6 separate regions of the Mus musculus genome follow, and all the other regions are linked to region 3. A link is a contact called in public promoter capture Hi-C and targeted proximity ligation data. All regions are on one chromosome and are shown on one strand. The core of a region is the stretch at or near the end of the contact, and the rest is flanking DNA. Distances in the headings are between cores, read along the strand shown. Region 1 has its middle 35 kb from the start of A930007I19Rik. Region 2 overlaps Pdcd1lg2 (programmed cell death 1 ligand 2). Region 3 holds the start of Cdc37l1 (cell division cycle 37-like 1). Region 4 holds the start of D930032P07Rik (RIKEN cDNA D930032P07 gene). Region 5 overlaps Jak2 (Janus kinase 2). Region 6 overlaps Pdcd1lg2 (programmed cell death 1 ligand 2).

What was found. Promoter capture Hi-C pulls out the DNA fragments that hold promoters and counts their contacts.
Region 1: a contact with region 3 is called in a targeted proximity ligation map of pro-B cells, with 4 times the contacts expected there. A contact is called at or near these places in 3 of 39 promoter capture datasets (cranial neural crest, hematopoietic stem and progenitor cells and hippocampal neurons), 2 of 484 Hi-C or Micro-C datasets (B cells and cortical neurons), 8 of 130 datasets of targeted methods (astrocytes, bone marrow-derived macrophages, embryonic hindbrain and 5 more) and 1 of 9 other capture datasets (embryonic stem cells).
Region 2: a promoter capture Hi-C map of hematopoietic stem and progenitor cells shows a contact between it and region 3. A contact is called at or near these places in 4 of 39 promoter capture datasets (the 3T3-L1 cell line, hematopoietic stem and progenitor cells, liver and 1 more) and 1 of 9 other capture datasets (adipose tissue).
Region 4: a contact with region 3 is called in a targeted proximity ligation map of pancreatic cancer cells. A contact is called at or near these places in 1 of 130 datasets of targeted methods (pancreatic cancer cells) and 1 of 9 other capture datasets (adipose tissue).
Region 5: a contact with region 3 is called in a promoter capture Hi-C map of embryonic stem cells, with 2.6 times the contacts expected there. A contact is called at or near these places in 14 of 39 promoter capture datasets (the 3T3-L1 cell line, 3T3-L1-derived adipocytes, the C10 cell line and 11 more), 11 of 484 Hi-C or Micro-C datasets (the AML12 cell line, B cells, CD8 T cells and 7 more), 11 of 130 datasets of targeted methods (astrocytes, bone marrow-derived macrophages, craniofacial prominence and 8 more) and 2 of 9 other capture datasets (adipose tissue and embryonic stem cells).
Region 6: a targeted proximity ligation map of memory CD8 T cells shows a contact between it and region 3, with 27 read pairs. A contact is called at or near these places in 3 of 39 promoter capture datasets (the 3T3-L1 cell line, cranial neural crest and liver), 3 of 130 datasets of targeted methods (effector CD8 T cells, extraembryonic endoderm stem cells and memory CD8 T cells) and 1 of 9 other capture datasets (adipose tissue).

What each region holds. Positions count from the first base shown.
Region 1 is chr19:29,485,105-29,488,040 of GRCm38.p6, reverse strand. No RefSeq gene overlaps it. Among named protein-coding and RNA genes, the nearest start is that of A930007I19Rik, 35 kb to the left of the region's middle.
Region 2 is chr19:29,429,775-29,432,537 of GRCm38.p6, reverse strand. The region is part of intron 2 of Pdcd1lg2 (programmed cell death 1 ligand 2); the gene reads right to left. Among named protein-coding and RNA genes, the nearest start is that of Pdcd1lg2, 20 kb to the right of the region's middle.
Region 3 is chr19:28,988,904-28,991,655 of GRCm38.p6, reverse strand. Cdc37l1 (cell division cycle 37-like 1) reads right to left here and starts at 1,289. Exons shown (of 7, transcript NM_025950.4): 1 at 987-1,289. The coding sequence starts at 1,118.
Region 4 is chr19:28,676,504-28,679,605 of GRCm38.p6, reverse strand. D930032P07Rik (RIKEN cDNA D930032P07 gene) reads right to left here and starts at 1,382. Exons shown (of 5, transcript NR_045330.1): 1 at 1,301-1,382. It overlaps Glis3 (GLIS family zinc finger 3), which reads left to right. Exons shown (of 11, transcript NM_175459.6): 1 at 1-10.
Region 5 is chr19:29,284,074-29,287,050 of GRCm38.p6, reverse strand. It overlaps Jak2 (Janus kinase 2), which reads right to left. Exons shown (of 25, transcript NM_008413.4): 9 at 2,057-2,214; 10 at 639-750. Among named protein-coding and RNA genes, the nearest start is that of Jak2, 34 kb to the right of the region's middle.
Region 6 is chr19:29,452,896-29,455,982 of GRCm38.p6, reverse strand. It overlaps Pdcd1lg2 (programmed cell death 1 ligand 2), which reads right to left. Exons shown (of 6, transcript NM_021396.2): 5 at 1,383-1,518. The coding sequence ends at 1,406. Among named protein-coding and RNA genes, the nearest start is that of Pdcd1lg2, 44 kb to the right of the region's middle.

The sequences.
Region 1 (2,936 bases), core at 116-2,615, 500 kb before region 3:
TCACTAACCCTGTCACAAGCAGATAAAAGGCAGGCACCTAGTTTCCTAAAGGGCTGAGAGAGAGAGAGAGAGAGAGAGAGAGAGAGAGAGAGAGAGAGAGAGAGAGGGAGAGAGAGGCATCGTCCCACCCCATCCCCTAAGTCTCTCTTCTGTACCTTATCTGATTTTTGTCTTGCTATGGACAAGTGGATGGATACTCATACTGGCAGATGATAAGAAAGGCAGGTCAAATAAAACACCACGTGGTTTTTTTGTTTGGTTTTGGTTTTTCGAGACATGGTTTCTCTGTATAGCCCTGGCTGTCCTGGAACACACTTTGTAGACCAGGCTGGCCTCGAACTCTTGCAAGTTTACATTGTTCTTCTTCAGCACTCAGGCCTGAGTTCCAGCAAGTACCGCGGGCGGTGACTGCACCACTGTAACAGACGGAATTGATGGGAAAATGCCTACTTCCCCAAGGACCCTGAGTGGCTCTTGCTGCCCTGACTGCGCCCTGGGAGTTGTCTTCAGGGTCCCTCAGAAGCCCTCACAATCTACAACTACAAGAGAAACTCTTGCTTCAGCAAGGCATATCTGAGGCGCTTCTCTGGAATTTATGCCAGTGACCATCCTGAGTGGCCCGGGGAGTGGTTGGACAGCTGGGTGGATTTTGGAGTCCCAATCCTGGAGAGCAAGTCTCGATTCTTGTTCTCCACACGTCACCGGAAAGCATCCAGGCTCAGCGCACTTCTCCGTTCCTCGCTGCTTCTTACCTTACTTCTGATCACGAGCTCCCTTCTGTTTTGAATTCCTTGGAGCCCGTCTCCCTTCATTGGACATACAACTGTATGCAATCTCAGTTTTGATACAACTTTCCCAGCTTGTGATGTATATTTCTCTAGTTTTCTTTGAACCCCCCCAGTGTGAAACATATCTAATACAACGTTTTGTACTCTTCATGACACATAGCTGTCGGGGATTCAAATCACAAGATAGAATGTAATACGCCCCGGGGAGTGGGTGGACCCCATATACCCTTGAAACAGAAGGATGTTGCTGAGATGGTCCAGTGCCTTACCCTGTCACTCAGATGCTCAGTCAGAAAATAAAAGCTCTGGTTGAACTGGCTTTGAACTGTCCCTCAGGGCCTTCATGCTTTCCCAACAGCCCTCACAGAGTCACTTCCACTATGTCGCAGTCACCTGGGGATGACACTCTAAAGACTCTTCATTCTGAGAACATTGAACAAAAGTTTTTGTGTTTTGGGAAAGGACCCTTGCACTCCCTACACATGACTTTTCTACCCTGGGGTGGTTCTTGAAGACAACTTCCCCAAGCAGTCGTCAGAAGGGGTGCTCACACTGTCTCTTGTCACATGTGGTTCATATGCTCAGCCACAGCTCAGTCATGCGTATGTGCTCTGGCCCTTGTGACATCTCCTGAGGCCAGCAGGATGCTGGCAAGCCCAGTGTCTGCTCAAACTTATCTTTTAGTTTCTCTTCAGAGTCTCAGAAAAACACAGGTGGAAATCTGCGCTCGATATTGCGGGAAACACAAGTTGTATGTATAAAATTTTGCCAAAACCCCAGTGAAATTCTAAAATTTAAACATATTTTAAAAAAATAATGTTTAAATGTTTTTATGCTGAAAATACTCAAATTGTGCTTGCCTCTCAAATACAGTGAGAATAAAAATTGCTTACAGTCTCATGGCATGGGCAGAGCTACTCACTATTACTATAATTCTTGTTACACAGCCTTGAAAGCAAAGTGAAAGAAGGAAAAAAAAAAGAAAGGAATATGAAATATAAGCTGTTTGCCCCACCACCTCCCACCCTACTGCTGATCTTTACAAAAGGATTTTAAGGAGGAATTTTCCCCAAATTTTGTAAAGAAACGATCTTGCTAATAACAACATCGTGGAGGTATTTTTGTTGTCTGTGAACACCACAGCATCTCAGTGGCCATTCTGCTTTAGAAAACATACTCTAGAGAAAAATGACAGTTTGCACAAAGCCCAACAGCTAGCTGTCTTAAAAGGAATTTTGTATGCATATGATTCTCCAGAAGGGTCATATTTTTGAACCTTGTTTTTGAACAAAGCCCTCTTGACAGTCTAGGGCACTCCTTTCCAGCCATTTTCTTACCTTGGTTGTTTATTTTGGCTTGGCACTGTACCCCAAATGGTGCTAAGGTGCCCTGCGCATTACCCCACCATCCCCCGCCCCTTCTCTCACACATACCCACCACTATTGGTCTCTCCTCTGGGCTTTGGTATTTGTGAGCTTACATTTCAGTCCTGGCTCAGCAACACTGTCTGCATTTTCTCCTCTGTCTAAGACTTGAACCCCCTGCCCCCATAGGGTCCCATGAGAATGGACAAGTAATAGATGCAAATTGTGTGCTGACTTCATAATAACTTACCAACATACAGAGACTTAAGATGACATTCAACAATTTTTTTTGTATTTCTCTGTAATTTTGTTCTTGAGATTTCCATGGTCCGATGGTAACCTATAATACCAACACAGCTCTATGACTAATCTATTTTCACTCTGCTAGACAAGTTATTTCCAGTTTGGGGACAGAGATGTTGTAACTAAAGCAAGTTCTTTCCCTTCTGTTCTACTTCTTTTCTTTAGAAGAAAATTCCTGGAATAGCATTTCTAAACAGGGACATTAACCTTGAGCAATCTAACTCTGTCTCTCTCTGTCTCTCTGTCTGTCTCTCTGTCTGTCTGTCTGTCTGTCTGTCTCTCTCTTTCTCTCTCTCTCACACACATACAGAGAGAGAGAGAACAACTTTTTGTGCCTACAGTGTCTTCTATATTTTGCATTTCCTTGGAGAGATTTTTGAGCAGCAGAATTACTTGAGCAAACTGGAGGACAAGTGGCCTGCCCTCCATGCTATAAATCCTATATATGCCTCATTGTGCCAATTTATTCTTCCATAAACAA
Region 2 (2,763 bases), core at 123-2,622, 440 kb before region 3:
TCTTGTTACATAGTTCTGTATAGTCTTGGACTCAAACCTTTCCTGTTTCAGCCTCCTGCGTGCTGGGGTGGCCAGGGTGTGGCCATACTCAGCTTGCCAGTCTCTTTTAATTCAAACTTCCATTATCCTTCAAACCTTAGAAATGAATAAGATTGCTTGCTTTGGCATTTTTCAAGTATCCAAAATATTAATCTCACTTCTGGAGGAGCAGGGAGGGAAAGGGGAGCGTGGTGAGAAGACTCCTAGCCTGCCTGCATTCACTTCTCCCTGAGGCATACTTCACAAGAGACCACACGAATCAGCAACTGTGGGTTACCACCCAGCATACCAGACAGTGATTTTCACAAATGAGCTTTACCAAAAATGACTGGACAGTTTATTACCTCCATTCTCTGCTTTGACTACAACTAGAACATTAATGCACATTTTACACAGATCTGTAGTGTGGAGGAGATGCACACATGCCCAGCATTTGTTTGTGTAACATGGGGCCCAGGAGAAAGGCTCTAAGGTATATGCTTCTATGCAAAACAATGTAAATCATGCGTGTCCTTGCTGGATCAGGCTGAAAAGACCCTCGGATCATACTAGTAAAAAAAAAAAGGATGTAGCTCAGGAATTCCTGTATGATTCCATTCTGTAGAGTCCTTTGCATGCTGAAATAACAAGTTCTTATGTACTTAGTGTTTAGATCCATTCTTAGGAGAACTGTGATGATTAAGTCTTAATTCGATGGGATTTTGAAACACCTAGGAGTCTTAACTGAGCAGGGAAGATCCGCCTGGGAGTGACAGCATCTCATGGACTGGGGTCCTGGGTTAAGTAAAACCGAGAAAGTTAGCTGAGCGTCAGCATCCCTTTCTTCCTGCTTCCTGATGTGACAGCTGCCTCACATCTGCTACCGCGCCTTCCCAACCACTGTGGACTCCTGTGTCCTCTCCAATGGTGAAACAAAATGAACCCTTCTCCCTAAGGTCGCTTCTGCCAGGCTGTTACTTAGGTACCAGCCAGGGAGAAAAGTGACTAAATCAGAAATCATCTCTAAACCCTTCACTCACTTGTAACTAAAAGATACTTTGTTTCAAATCCACTCTGCGGCTCCCTAGGGGGCGGGAAGCATAATCATCCCTCATCAAAGATATACTAAGCTATTTTCTGAGCATTTAGCTTAGGAATTTACTACTACTAAAGTCTGTTTCCCCTTTTAAATTTCAGATGCCCAAACGGAAAACAAGGAGAGAGGTGGTGAAGGGGAAAGAGGAGTGTGCAAGGAAGATAACTGGCTGGGTAGATTTGGAGATGTGTTAACAGCTAAGCTGTTTACCGCTCTATCTTTTTTTTCTCATGAGAGAGGAGAGAGAGCCCATAACTTCCTCTGGAACTCCCCTGTCATTACCGCAGAACTTCCCTCATCCCCTGCCCCAACCTTTTATAAACACATGGCTTCTCTTTTTTTTTCAACCCCACTCCACCCCCACCCCTTGCAGAATAAATGCCTTGAGCTTTAGAAATACATTTTACCTTTCAGATAGGTGACTTTTGGGGGCTTGGGGGTAGTATTTACAAGAGGAAAGAACAATGACCTGACAAACCGTGCATCGGAATACTTCACAATGACTGAGACTTGTTACTTAGACTAACTTCACCTCAGGTATAGCTTCCAAGACATGCAAAGCTTTGGGCTTGATTTCTCACAAAATGGGTAGTTTAGGAGATGCAACATACGTTTGAAATTCTATAACTTTCAGCTTTTTTGTGAATCACAGAGGAAATGAAACCACTTGTAATGGATTCTGTACACAATTCTTTCTCAGGGCTGGCTGTCAGCGGGTTAGACTAACCAAGCAGAAGGCCTCAGCCAGTCTGACACAGGAGCCTTCTGGGACACTGCCTCTGCCCACTCATGGTTGCTTTAACAAAATACCTGTGTGCTGTGTACTGAAGTTCAAGATTCTGGTGGTGGGGGCTCCAAGAAGCTTGGCGCCAGCACACAGCCCTGCCTGTGTGAAGAAGCAGAAAGGGATGGCCATACTCTTGGGGTAGTTTCCCGTTATAACTACCCACTCTTCAAAGACAGATGGGACTCTTTTTATCAGTGTGGACGTTTGGGATTTAATTAACTTCTGTTAGACCCTACCTCTTAAAGCTTACACCACTGCCCTGGAGGTATAAGGGAACAGGAACCTTTGAGGAACATATATCTAGACCATAGACCATAGCAAAGACTTTTTTTTTTCTTAGAAAAAAATATTAATGCCCAAACCCTAATTCGCATTCTTTAGATGAAGTTATTATTGGGGTAAGCAGACATTCGTCTTGCCGTTTCCCTGGAGCTTCTAACTTGCAGACAGTATTGAATAAGTCTAACTAGGCAGATCAAACATCTGCAGTTGCAAACACCGACGACCACCTTGCCACCTGAAACGTTGCTTTCAGCGTCACCTGAGCACTAATTAGAAACACAGTCTCTCAGGCTTGCCCCAAACCTAAAACCCAGGATCTGTGAGGCAGACTTAGGACACTGTGTAACTGGGGAAAGAGTGATAGTTAACCTTTATTAAACACACTGGTCCCAACACCCAGGGACTCTTCTATCCTCTGATTGGTCCTCTGTCATCCCTCCTTAGTAGGTGATACTGTTCGTATTTGACAGGTTTTAAGAAGAACAGTTTGCTTAAGGCCACTGAGTGGTGTCTATGGAAATGGAACACAAATTCATCTCTAGCTATAATTCGCTCTCCTCTCTCTGCTCTGATGACTCGG
Region 3 (2,752 bases), core at 40-2,539:
CTAGGTGACTACTGACCCATCAATTCTCATTTTGCCTTACTTTCCCTATGACTAGTTGGCTGACCATAGTCTGTGGTTATGAAACAGCATACTGTGGGTGAGCCCAATCAACTCAGCTGACTGACTTGCGGGCAGACAATTTAAACCAGTCATCTTTAAGAAAAGCTATTATAATATTGGACCACATTTTTGCAAAAACGCCTGGAAATCAGACACCTACAATCAATTTCATTGAAAAGATTAGTGTTCAGTCTATGCTTTTGAAATCTGGTTCAAAACACACCCAGGTGAAAAGTCGGGAGAAGGTGATGTTCGCAGCATAGCACAGCACCCCTATAAAAGCCATAACTGGCATATAACACTTGACAGTTTCCGAGGCAAGAAAGCTGGGTTGAAAAACACATGTAGTATCAGAAACTTCGGGAAGAAGCCTGAAAGCCAATTCGGTGGCTGTATGTTTTCACCGGAGGCTGACGCGGAATCAAACTATGAATACAGTAAAGGACCAATGATAGAAACGGAGGTGTGTGCCAGCGTCAAAGGCAAGGCTTACAGAATTTGCTGAGATGTCAGCGCGGCAAAGAGCACGTGAGATGTTTATGTCAGGACTCGGTGTACTATTTTAGAAGTACAATCACTCTCTGTTCCTATCAACTGTGCACAAAGTAGCTGGAGCTCGTAATAAAGGCTCGGATGAAAGCACGCACCAGAGGACAAAGGGTCAATGTTATACACTTGAGCGGCCCCCAAAGCTCCACGCAGACAGCAGCAGAGAGGGGGAGGAGGAACCTCTCGCAAAGGTGAGGGGCAACCAGCCCCGGTGCAGGGACAAGTGTGCGTGGACGTGGAGGTCGGGAATGCGCGCGTGATCGCCTCCTTTTCTCGCGGAAGATGCTGCCAGAGCTGTGGCTTGGCATCAGGCTCCCCCGCGATGCCCGCAGACATTTCCCATCCCCCGCCCCCGGCAGAACGCAGGCCGCTCTCACCTGGGCGCCGCCGTCCGGTACCGGAGAGTAGTGGGACGAAGAGGGGGACACGTCTAAGTCACTCTCCTCCTCGGTTTCCCCGCCAGTCCTCGGGAAGCTCCAGGGGCCCGGTGGCGGCCACGGCTGCTCCATGTCCCACTGGTCCGGGCCCGGCAACCGCCAGCGCCAACGGCCCTGGCGTGAGTGGAACCTGCTGGGCGGAGCCAGCCGCCCGGCCGGCCACGGTCGTTACCCAGAATCCCTCTGCCCCTGGCGAAGCCGATGCACCCCCGGAGCAGGCCTGGACTGTGCCGCCGGCGGACTGCGGAAGAAGAAGTAGCCGGCCGGGACGTCATTTCCGGGGGCGTGACCGGGCGTGGCCACGTCTGGACGAAGAAGCAAAGTCTGGAGTTTAAGTCCGGGAAAGCTAACTAGGGTTTCTGCAGGTTCGGATCCGGGCGTTCAAAGGGTGTTCTGACTTGTCCCTCTTCTATTTCAAAAGCTCCTTCGTGTAGAGCAATCTAAGTCGGAGTCGAGGGGGACCGATTTAGAAAGCACAGCCAACTTTCCTTTAACTTCAAATTACCCGCGACAAGACTGTTCTCCAAACCCTGCTACAGCGGAGGAGGACACTAAAAATAAAATACTGGGGCAAGCACATTTGTAAAGAATTGAGACAAGTAGTAGACGTATCAGAGGGCTTTCCGTTCCTCGTGTCTTTTTAGAATCGTGAAGATCCGAGTACTCACTGTCCCTTTTCTTTTTGAGACAAAATGACCCACCATAGCCCGAGAACACATTTTAAGCGAAAAACTCAAAGATTGGGAATGTACCCTGGCAGTAGAGTGCTCATTTAACTAACACAGGCAAGGCCCTGATTTTAGTTTCTAGGACCAGGGAGAGGGAAACAGACACCTAGGAACTAGGAAAGTCTAACTTCACAACCCGCACGTTTAACAATTTAGCTTGTTGTCTATTCGCAATCAGATAAGACGACAGACTATCAGTCTTTCAAGCTTTGATTGATTGGCAAACTGTAGGTAGGGGTGTGTGGGGGCGTGAGGTTCACAAGGGTAGGCCAGAGGACCACATCAGTTCTCCTGCTCTGTTATTTTTCACAGCATTCCCTTGAGACAAGGTTTCTTCTCGCTGAGCTCAGAGAACTGACACCAAGCCTTCTGTCTCAGCCCATTTAGAGCTAGGATTAGAGGTGCAGGTTTGTTGGGTATTTGAACTACCGTCCTCATGCTTGCTCAGCTACCATTTTTACCTACTGAGTCATCTGCCTTAGCCCTGACTGGCAAACGCTAAAGGCTCGTTAATCCTAATGGTCGAGCGATAGATGAGAAAAATGCTGTTAAGCATGCTGTGTAACATTTAAGGAAGAGGGATGACATGAAAAGCCTATGTGCTTCAGTTCAGCTCTTTCATGATCAGGAAAATACCCAACAGTATTTTTACAGCGGAATCTAATACAAAGACAGTTTTGGGGTGGTAAAAGAAAGCTAAAAATAAGTAAGTAGAAGCAATGGAAGAGTAGATCTCAGCGTGCTGATGTGGAAATATCTCTGAAATGAACAAGTCTGTAATCCTGGGAAAGGCTGAGACATGAGGATTCTCAAGTTCACCACCAACCTGGGCTACACAGAAGGGGCACTCACTGGGTTAAAGAAACCAAATTACAGAATTAGATTATGTAAAGTGAGAAGTTATGGTTTATTTGTTTTGTTTTGCTTTGTTTTTGTTTGTTTGTTTTAAGGAGCAGGGCAGAGAAAGAGCAAGCTAGA
Region 4 (3,102 bases), core at 133-2,632, 310 kb after region 3:
CGGTTACCTGGTAAGTGGATGCCATAGGAACTTTGTTCTGCAGGCGAGGGACAGAGAGAGAAGGCGCTAGAGAGTGTGGGGGCGGTCAAGCCTGGGGACGCAAACTCGGGATTAGAAAGAGTTTCTGCATGCCGGCTTGGTGGCATTCGCACGGGTTTGAGGACAGGAGCACACCAACTCCCCCAGACTCACAGGGCTTCTAGAGACCTAGGCACACCTTACCGAGGCTGATGGCAATACTCATTTAGCCATCAAACTGGCTGTCAGTTACCTAAGAGCGCGGGGTGTAGACAGAAAGGAAACCAACAAGGTGTGGAAGTTTCGTTTATGAGGGAGAGTCTCCGTGCCTTTTAACTGAAAATACAGGTACCAGAAGGTTACACAATCAGGGCCAGATACAGGGCGAGCACCGGGGTCCTACTTAGGGAAACTTTGGCAAAGTGGGGAGTGATGGGACTTTGAGGTCTTTAGCTCACAGTCGGGGTTGTAGTTGTCTTTTCGGCTTCCACGTGTTTATGGGGCGCCACGAAGGCTGTTTTTCACTTCTCCGTCTCATCCAAGTTGGTGTCCCCATTGTTCAGTGAGGTCCTCGGGTTTGGGGGCACAGCTACTAGTTAGGAGCGGTGCATCGACCCGCAGCCGCCAAGTTTTCAACTGTAACCTCCCACGCCACGAAATCGCAGACACATTCAGACACCTAGCACTCCCCGCCGGGTTTGTCACCTCGCGTTTACATTTTTATGGGCCGGGGACAAAATGTCAGCACTGTTTGGGAAATGTCTGTCTCGAGTCCCGCTTCAAGGCTCCGGTCCCTATAAATGACCCTGTGTCTATTTTGAAGTCGGTCGGGATCACTTTCTGGAAAGCGTGAGTGAGCTGTTGGCTCTCCTAGACACACACCTTGCCCCAAGCAACAGTTCCAAGTTACTCACTAGAGCTGACAAGTCACCCGGGGGACGAGAAACTCACCCAAGTGTCTGAAAACCTTGACCAGGGCGGATTTGTCATCCTACTATGGATGATTCAAGTAGGTACCTGGAGGAAACTTTTGGAGGTTTCCTTTTTTTTTTTCTTTTTTTGGCAAAAAGGTTCGTCGAGGTCGCGCCCTTAGATCTGGTAGTGTGTTTGGGAGGCAATAGCAAAACGACACTCGTGGGGGCAGGGAGGGTAGTCGCCCCGTGGTCCGGACAGGGTCACAGTGCAGGGCCCTATGTACCCCAGTGCGGCTCCGGGTGCTTTGGCCAGCAGGGTCCCCCGCAGCCCGGCTTCCTAACTGGCGGCCTTTCAGCCCCTTACTTACTCAGAAAGTGGTTGCACAACAGGAAGCCGGCACGAGTTTGTTTTGTTTTGTTGCGTTCTCTCGCTCGCGCCGCGGGAGGGGGAGGGGGGAGAGCGGGGGCGGTCTGGTTGCCCAGAGCACCGGGAAGGCTCCACTTCACCTCCGGACCCGCCCCTCGCTCACCTCCGGAGATCCCTGAGGCTAGGACCCAAGACCCCCCGCGGGGCAAAGGTGTGTGGGTGTGCCGTGTGTGGGAGGGTGCTGAGGACCCCAGGAGGGGTGTTCACCCACTGTCCCGGGCCGCACATCTTGACCCCGCACCCCTAGCCACTCCTGGTTCCTCTGCTCTGTGTACCTCCCTTCCTGGCTTGTCTTCCTTGACATCCGCTAGGTCCCATGGGATAGAGTGTAGGGGATCACTTCCGGAATTCTCCAGAGCAGTGCCCGCAGGGACTGCACTCCAGCAATTGCAATTGGAGAGGACACCTTTCCAATTCCTTAGAGCTTTAGGACTTCAACATCTCTTGAATTGGGGGTAGTGGTCTCAGGTGGCCCTAGAGTTGGTGAGGAAAGAGAAGTTTATACAGCTCCCCCCAGTGGACCAGTTCTCTGGGTTATGGGACCCAGAGAAAGAACCCCTGCCAAACTTAAGCATCTAGAAAAAACACTGAGGCTCACAGTGGAGAGCATTTCTTGGCCCGAAGGTGAACTCCAGACAAATGCAAACTCTCTTGTGTCCGTTCTGAAGCTTTGATGAGTCACGATTTCTTCATTGGGAAGTAGCCAGGCCCGGTTCCCTAAATGTCTCCGTGCCCGTTGGACTTCAATTTTTAGACTACGTTAGGAATTTTGATTCATTGTAAAAATGAATTTGGGTTAGTTTAAAAATTCTTACTCCTCCTTTTTCTCTTTGGTTTCCTGTGAGGCTACACAAAGCAGGTGCAGCCTGCAAAAGTTTGCAGAAAAACAATGAAGGCTGTCCCTGGAAATGATCTATAGAGAGAGAACTGTGTGAGAGGGCACCCCCCCCCCTTCTCTAGTGAGAACTGCTGACATTTAAGGCCTTTACTAGGATCTGCTACAGTGTTCATTTAGAGGAGCTCCAGCCCCTCCCCCTTGAACTGAAGGAGGCTTTCTTCCCATTCTTATTGCTACTTAGTTCGTGTCTTTTCTTTCCTGTCAGGACTCAGGCCTCCTTCAGAGTGAGTAATTACTTCTGTGTGCTCTGGGTGGATTCCCTGTCTCCTTGCTTCCCTTGAGGTCAGTTCAGGTAGAGTGGCTTTTCTTCACGCCATCGTTGGTCCATCCAATGTTTCCACCAGTTTCATTGGCGATTCTACCAAAGTTCTTCCGGTTAGCAGAGTTTGGATACCTGGAGTTGTCCCGTTTGGAAAGTGACTCTCCTTGGATGGACTCTGGAGTATACCTAGTGGGGTGGATTTTTTGCCTGACCCAAAAAAAAAAAAAAAAAAAATCCCGACTGGGGACAGTTGAATGGCTGGAAGTGATGCTTTGTAAAAGTTCTGCCTTTCTTCATGTGGCATTCAGGATCATTTGATTTTGGAGGACTGCCAGTGTTCTCTCTCACTAGCTCTCCTCCCCGAAACGCGTCCCCCGTTGCCTTTACTACTAGTAAAGTAGGCCTGAGGGCATTCTGTCTATATTGGCATCATAGTTATTGATCACCGGAGTTGGAATGTTAGTTTGTAATTCTCCAAGATGGCAAGAGTTGTTCTGAAGTTGCTGATCCTGGGAAAGGAGCCAGAACCTACTCTTACCCTTTGTGGAGAAGCCATTTCCTGTGTTTTCTGCAATTATTTCTC
Region 5 (2,977 bases), core at 266-2,765, 300 kb before region 3:
CCCTTATACTCAGTTCCTTCACTACATGTGCTGAGTGCTACGTAGGTGCTTTTAGGAAATAATTGAATAACATCTTTACCTTCTATATTTTTATAAAATAAATCTAGATGTTGCTACAAATCCTCTCAAGATTTAGAGCATGTAGCTGCATATATTTTAAAGATAAATATGGATAAACAATCTTCGATGAGATCCAAATTCACGTGCATTTAACAGTGAGTGTCCAGTGCACTCTTATATGCAATCATGTCCCTGGTGCTCTGAATGTCGCAGTTAGTAACCTATTCTAGAATCAGGAAATGTTCTTGTCACTTATTTTCCTCTAAACGATTTGGTAAATATTTTTGGTTGTTGTAAGTAGACTTGAGTATACTTAACGAAATAACCACTTGACACATGGCTAATACTCAAACATCAAAAAATAAAATAAACGTCAAAAACAAAGGCATTATAGTTATTTATGTATTTACATTAACTTTATGAATTATTTATTTTATGACATTTTAAGATATGCCAAGTATGACTATGCCAATTACCATCTCAAGAACTATAATTCTTAATATTAAAAATAAAATACTTCTTGACGGAGAAAGACAGATTACACAACATGTTGCTATTAATAAATGTGACCTACTAACCTCAACAGCAAAGGTCAGAAAGTATTTGTTGAAGTCCTTAGGGCTGCATCGTAGCACATATAGTCCAGTCTGGTTACCCGCCTTCTTTAGTTTGCTAATGGCAAAATCCATTCTACAAGTCAAGGAGAAATCATATGAATGGCAGCTTGCACATGTGACTGACAGCCACAGCAACCAAATAAAAATCACGCCTCAGAACACTCCCTACTATATATAGCTACAAAATTTGTTTTCAAGAGAAATAAGTGTATCGAGTTATTTTGTAGTGAGTTCAAACCAATTCAAGGAATAATTATATTATTTTAAGACACTACGAAACAATAAAGCCACGAGGAAAATTCATTCATTTTGATGTTCTGCTTTTTACAAATTGAATAATTTAAAAAATATACTCCCATAAAATCTCTCATGTCTCTTCTATCCCAGAAATACTAATACAAAATCATCTTTCTATATTTACAACAGTATCAAATCTAACCGAAGATCTGCAGTGACTGGAAAATACCAGTCCAAAAATGTCCTATGTGCCAAAAGAATTAGTATGTGCATAAATTTCAAAGACGCAGCACTGGAGAGCAGGATGTAATTTACACAACAATAGGAGGCCTGCAAAGGTGCTGGGTGGTCATAAGGTCCCTGCCCTGCTGAGAACAGCCAAGAGCCACCTGGAAACAGGGAGTCTCAACTGAAAGACTGCTCAGATTAGACTGGCCTGTGGCCGCGTCTGGGGGATTATCTTGACTGTTAAGGGATGTGGGAGGGTGCTGCCTACGATGCTTTCCTTAGGCAGGCTGCCCATAAACAAGGAGAGTGAGAAAGGAAGCAGGGTTTGCGTGGTTTCTGCCTCGGTTCTTGTTTGAGCTCCTGCTCTGGCACCCTCTATGATGGACTGTGACCTGGACTGTGAGCCAATTAAAAGGCCGTTTCTCTTCATGTTGCTTCTGCTCAGCAACAGAAAGCAAACTAGAACAGTAATTCGTAGCCTTGGGTATTGAAAGGTAAAGAAATGAAAATACAATTAAGTATAAATCCAGACTATATTTAATTAGAATGTCCAAACAGTGAACCTTTTCGGCACTGTGTAAAGTTCCCCTGCACAGTACTGACCTAGAAACATGGGTATTAAGCACACTTTGTAGAACATTTCCCTCTGAAAAATGTACTCTGGTGACCAGGACAGCGTGTCAATGTCTTCCTTACAACTGTCTTGTTGCTTTGAGGAAAGGTCTCTCACTGAGCCAGCAGCACTCAGCTGTCTGTCTGGCCTGAAGCTCTCGGGATGTGCCTGACTGTCTCATCTGTTAGATCGGCTATGTTCAGTCTTGTACTGGAGTGCCTGGAATTCGGACTTCCACAGTCCTTATGCTAACCTACCAGCCAGCTCCTAGAACTGTCCTGTGAAATGTGGCATTACTCACGATATTGGGCCGTGGCAGTTGCTGTGTATGTTCTCGAGCACAGCTGGGGGAGCCACCTCTTTGCAGAGGTAATGGTGCGCATCCGCAGTTAGTCTGTAATACCCGTCAATTAATGACACGAATGACAAGGCTTCTTTTAATGAGCTAAGTTCTATCTCCTAATCAGAAAAGAAAAAGAAAACCATGGAATTAAAAAACCAATTAAATTCTAATGTTGGAAATTCTCTATACTCTATTCTGGTTAATTTCCTCTAAATTGTTCAAATATTTTGTATAACTTCCAGTTAGTTCCCTAGCATGATTTAACAAATCCTTCTATCTGATATGTAAGACCCTCCCAAACACAGGCTTAGCTCACCTTCCCAGTTAGTCACTAACCATTCATAACTATACACTTCAATGACCCTGAGAGAGTTAGTCAGAATCTAATACATACATAAAAGTTGAGATTAATTATAAATACAAACATTTATTTTTATATACTGCTCAGACTAAACTACATGTGTTAGGATATGGAAGTATGCTGAGATTTTTTTTTATTAAAATATATACATATGAACATATAATCAAAAATGTGTCACTTTATCTAATAGAAAAGCACACATACTTAAAAAGTACTTATTTTCCATTTATCAAAATAATCAATGTAATTGAATGCTTTTTAAAAAAGCCCTATTTATAGCAGCAAGAAAAATGCCCTATGTTGAATTAAACTTAACCAAAAAATTGAAAATGATTGTTAAAAGTTTCAAAATACTCTTGTACAATGTAACACATTATCTGCATACACAGAAAATGAATTATGTTCTTGGATAAGGAAATTCAAGATTATAAAAATATAAAAATATCTCCTAAAGTGGGCACAATGGCATATGCCTTTAAGCCCAGCACTTGGGAGGGAGATCTCTGTGAATTCAAGGC
Region 6 (3,087 bases), core at 318-2,817, 460 kb before region 3:
GAACATATATCTACTGATGAGAGAAACATAGTTCCCATATACTTAAGCCTAGCTGATAAAACAGAACTAGAATTTGCCAACTTCTCTGGAACATATTGTTTCACACTGGATCCTTCAACAAAGGATTGAATGGCTCTATGAAAGGAATAGTTAATAAGACACTTTTATGGACTGGCAATGGCTGCCCTCCCAGTACTCAGCAGGCATCATAAGTTGTGATTATCTGATGAATAAATCTGTACAGGAGCCGAGGAGGCTTCTAGAAAGAAAGGGATGGAGACTTCTCTATCTTTACTGTAGTCTCAGGACAACAATGGCCCAAAGAACTGTAGAAGAGAGAGAAGTTAAAGCTCTTGACTCAGGTTCCTTATGAGGGTCTAGTGTAGAAGGGGCAAATGGTGCAGCTGACGAGAAGGAAGGAAGCCCCTCTTTCCTCATCAGCCATGAAAGTTTAATGGGCTCTGCATGGGACTCTGCTCTAGCAAGGACTCAAGAGCTCTACACCACAGTGGCAGTGAATTAGTTATGGCATCCTCACATGCTACTTGCCATTGGTCTCTGTGCAAGACACATATGGCTGAAGAGGCAGGTGGGACTTCCTGTCGGCCACAGTTGTGTACATTCAACCCCTTACCCACTAGGCCCTCAGCATTGGCTCAGATAGGGCCCTCTGGTGGACTAACTTAGCTCCCTGGGAGGCTAGAAGAGGACCTTAGATCCCCTGGAGCTGGAGTTACAGGTGATCAGGAACTTCCTGATATGGATGCTGGGAATTGAACTCAAGTCCTCTGTAAGATGACTCTCTTAACTCAGGAGCCATTTCTCCAGCCTAATCATCATGGCTTTTCACACACATATACACTTCCATCATTGTATCTCCTTTCCGCTGTGCGGGTACCTTGTCCTTGTATTTATTTTTTTTTTAAGTCTAGAATCTATATATCAAAAGAAATATAATCTCTGTCTGCACCTTCTGAGTAGGGCTTAAAACGATGACCTCTAGCTTCATTTCTTCCCCTGAAAAATGACAGTATTTAATTTTTTCTTTAAGGCTACAAGGTGCTCTGTTATGCACACATATCACATTTTTTTAAAAAATTGTTTATCATTGATGGGAATCTGGCTGATTCTATAACTTGGCTACCATGAAGCTTGGAGGGCAAGCCAAACTCCTTCAGCCCTGGAACAAACTTCCCCTTAAAAAACAAAAAAACCAAAATAAAACAACACAAAACTTCAGCGTGGGTTCAGCTCACTGAAGACTGGACCATGTTCTTCTTGGAGTAGAATGTCCCCAGGGTAATCTCAAAACCCTTCTAGGCTTGAAGTGCTTCTCTGAAGACCCGCAGGCCACAGGCTTACATGGCTTGTAAGTCACTCACCTTCTTCCGTAATACAGCTTCCCCTAGATCCTCTTTCTCTGGATTATCACTATGGCCAGGAAGATCAAAGCGATGGTGCAGGCCGGGATGAAAACATGAAGTGGCCACGTTCTGGGGACTTTGGGTTCCATCCGACCTGGGTGAATGAGAGAACCGGAATCTCATCACAAGGTGGCCCCGAGACAGACTGAGGTGGCTTCCTGTGTGGTTTCTACCACGTGGAAATGAAGTTAAGCCTTCATTCCACATCTCTCTCAAGTAGAGGTTCTTTTCCTTTCACCTCCACCCAGTGAGGCAGCCTCTTCTTTGATCTCCACATTCACCCATGAAAGAAGAAAGGCTGAGAAATGTCCCCAAAGTTAGACAGCAGGTGATTCAGCTATGATGCAGTCCTTTTGTCGCTTTGTTGTTCCACCCACCCACCTATTCGTCATCTTTCTTTTTCCTCCCTCCCACCCTGTCTCTGTCGCTATCTCTACCTCCATCTCTCTTTTCTTCACCATCTGGATTTTCTCATTCAAGTAGAAAAAGTCCCTCAGCTCAAAAATGTATTTTCTCCCTCACTGATAAGAACTCAAGAGCCTAGACTCTGCACTGTTAGTTATTCAATTTTAAACACCAGCAAGGTCCTTTTGAAAGAGCAGAATATCCCCAATGGGCTGACATGTTAAATCCAGCCATTCAGATACAAGTTACCCCTTATCTTGTCTGAACTAACCAAGGTGCTGCCACTGACACATCCATTTAGTGAAGAGGCGATTTAATTTAAAGGCTGGGGAACAGCTTTGCAGAGCACTGGTACCTTCAGGCTGGCCAGATGGAGAGAAAAGAGGGCTACAGAGATGTTGAAAACATGGCAAAGAATAGGCACACAAGTTACCCTATGCCTATTTCTGCTGGCTGCTCTGCTCTTGACCTTCCCTCTACAGAGTATGGGACCATGGGAAAATCTGGCTAAGGAAGGATATATATATATAATCCAGAGTCACTTTAGAGCCAAGGAAGCCTCAGGGATGCTAATCTGTCTATGGTAATTGTTTCCAAGGAAGTAAAACAGCCAGGGTTTTAGATATAGATCTTCTTGATCCAAAACTCAAGCCCCAGAGCTATCATCTTTATCCAAGAGCATGTGAACGCTAGAACCAAAAAGATAAGGGCCAGTTTGGTAGATGTAGGGAGAGGAGCTGAATTGGTTCTTGATTGTGTCAATAAAGAAGGTGGAAGCTAATTGCTGGGTGAAGGGTAAAGGTAGAACTTCCGGGTCCAAGGAGGAGGAGGAGGAGGAGGAGGAGGAGGAGGAGGAGGAGGAGGAGGAGGAGGAGGAGGAAGAGGAGGAGGAGGAGGAGGAAGAGGAGGAGGAGGAAAGAGAAAGGAGTTTGTGGCCATGCTTGGGAACAATGAGATTCTGCTCCCAGCAATTATGCTATCTGACAAGTACTAAGTTAATAAAGCTGTCTAAGTCTCAGAGAGGTGGGCAGAGATAGAGAGAGGCAGTAGCTGGTGGCTAGCTGGGAAGGGCTGGGAGCATAATCGCAGCTCCTGGGAAAGGCACCAGCTGGCCATTGGCGGAGCTAAGCTGGGAAGAATGGGTTTTTCCGAGAGTGGGGATGGCGCAGCAGATCTGCCAAGGAGATAGCATATTTTTAAAATTACATGCAACAGGTAGAGGTGTGTTGCAAACCCTAACTGATCACACTGCTTTTTT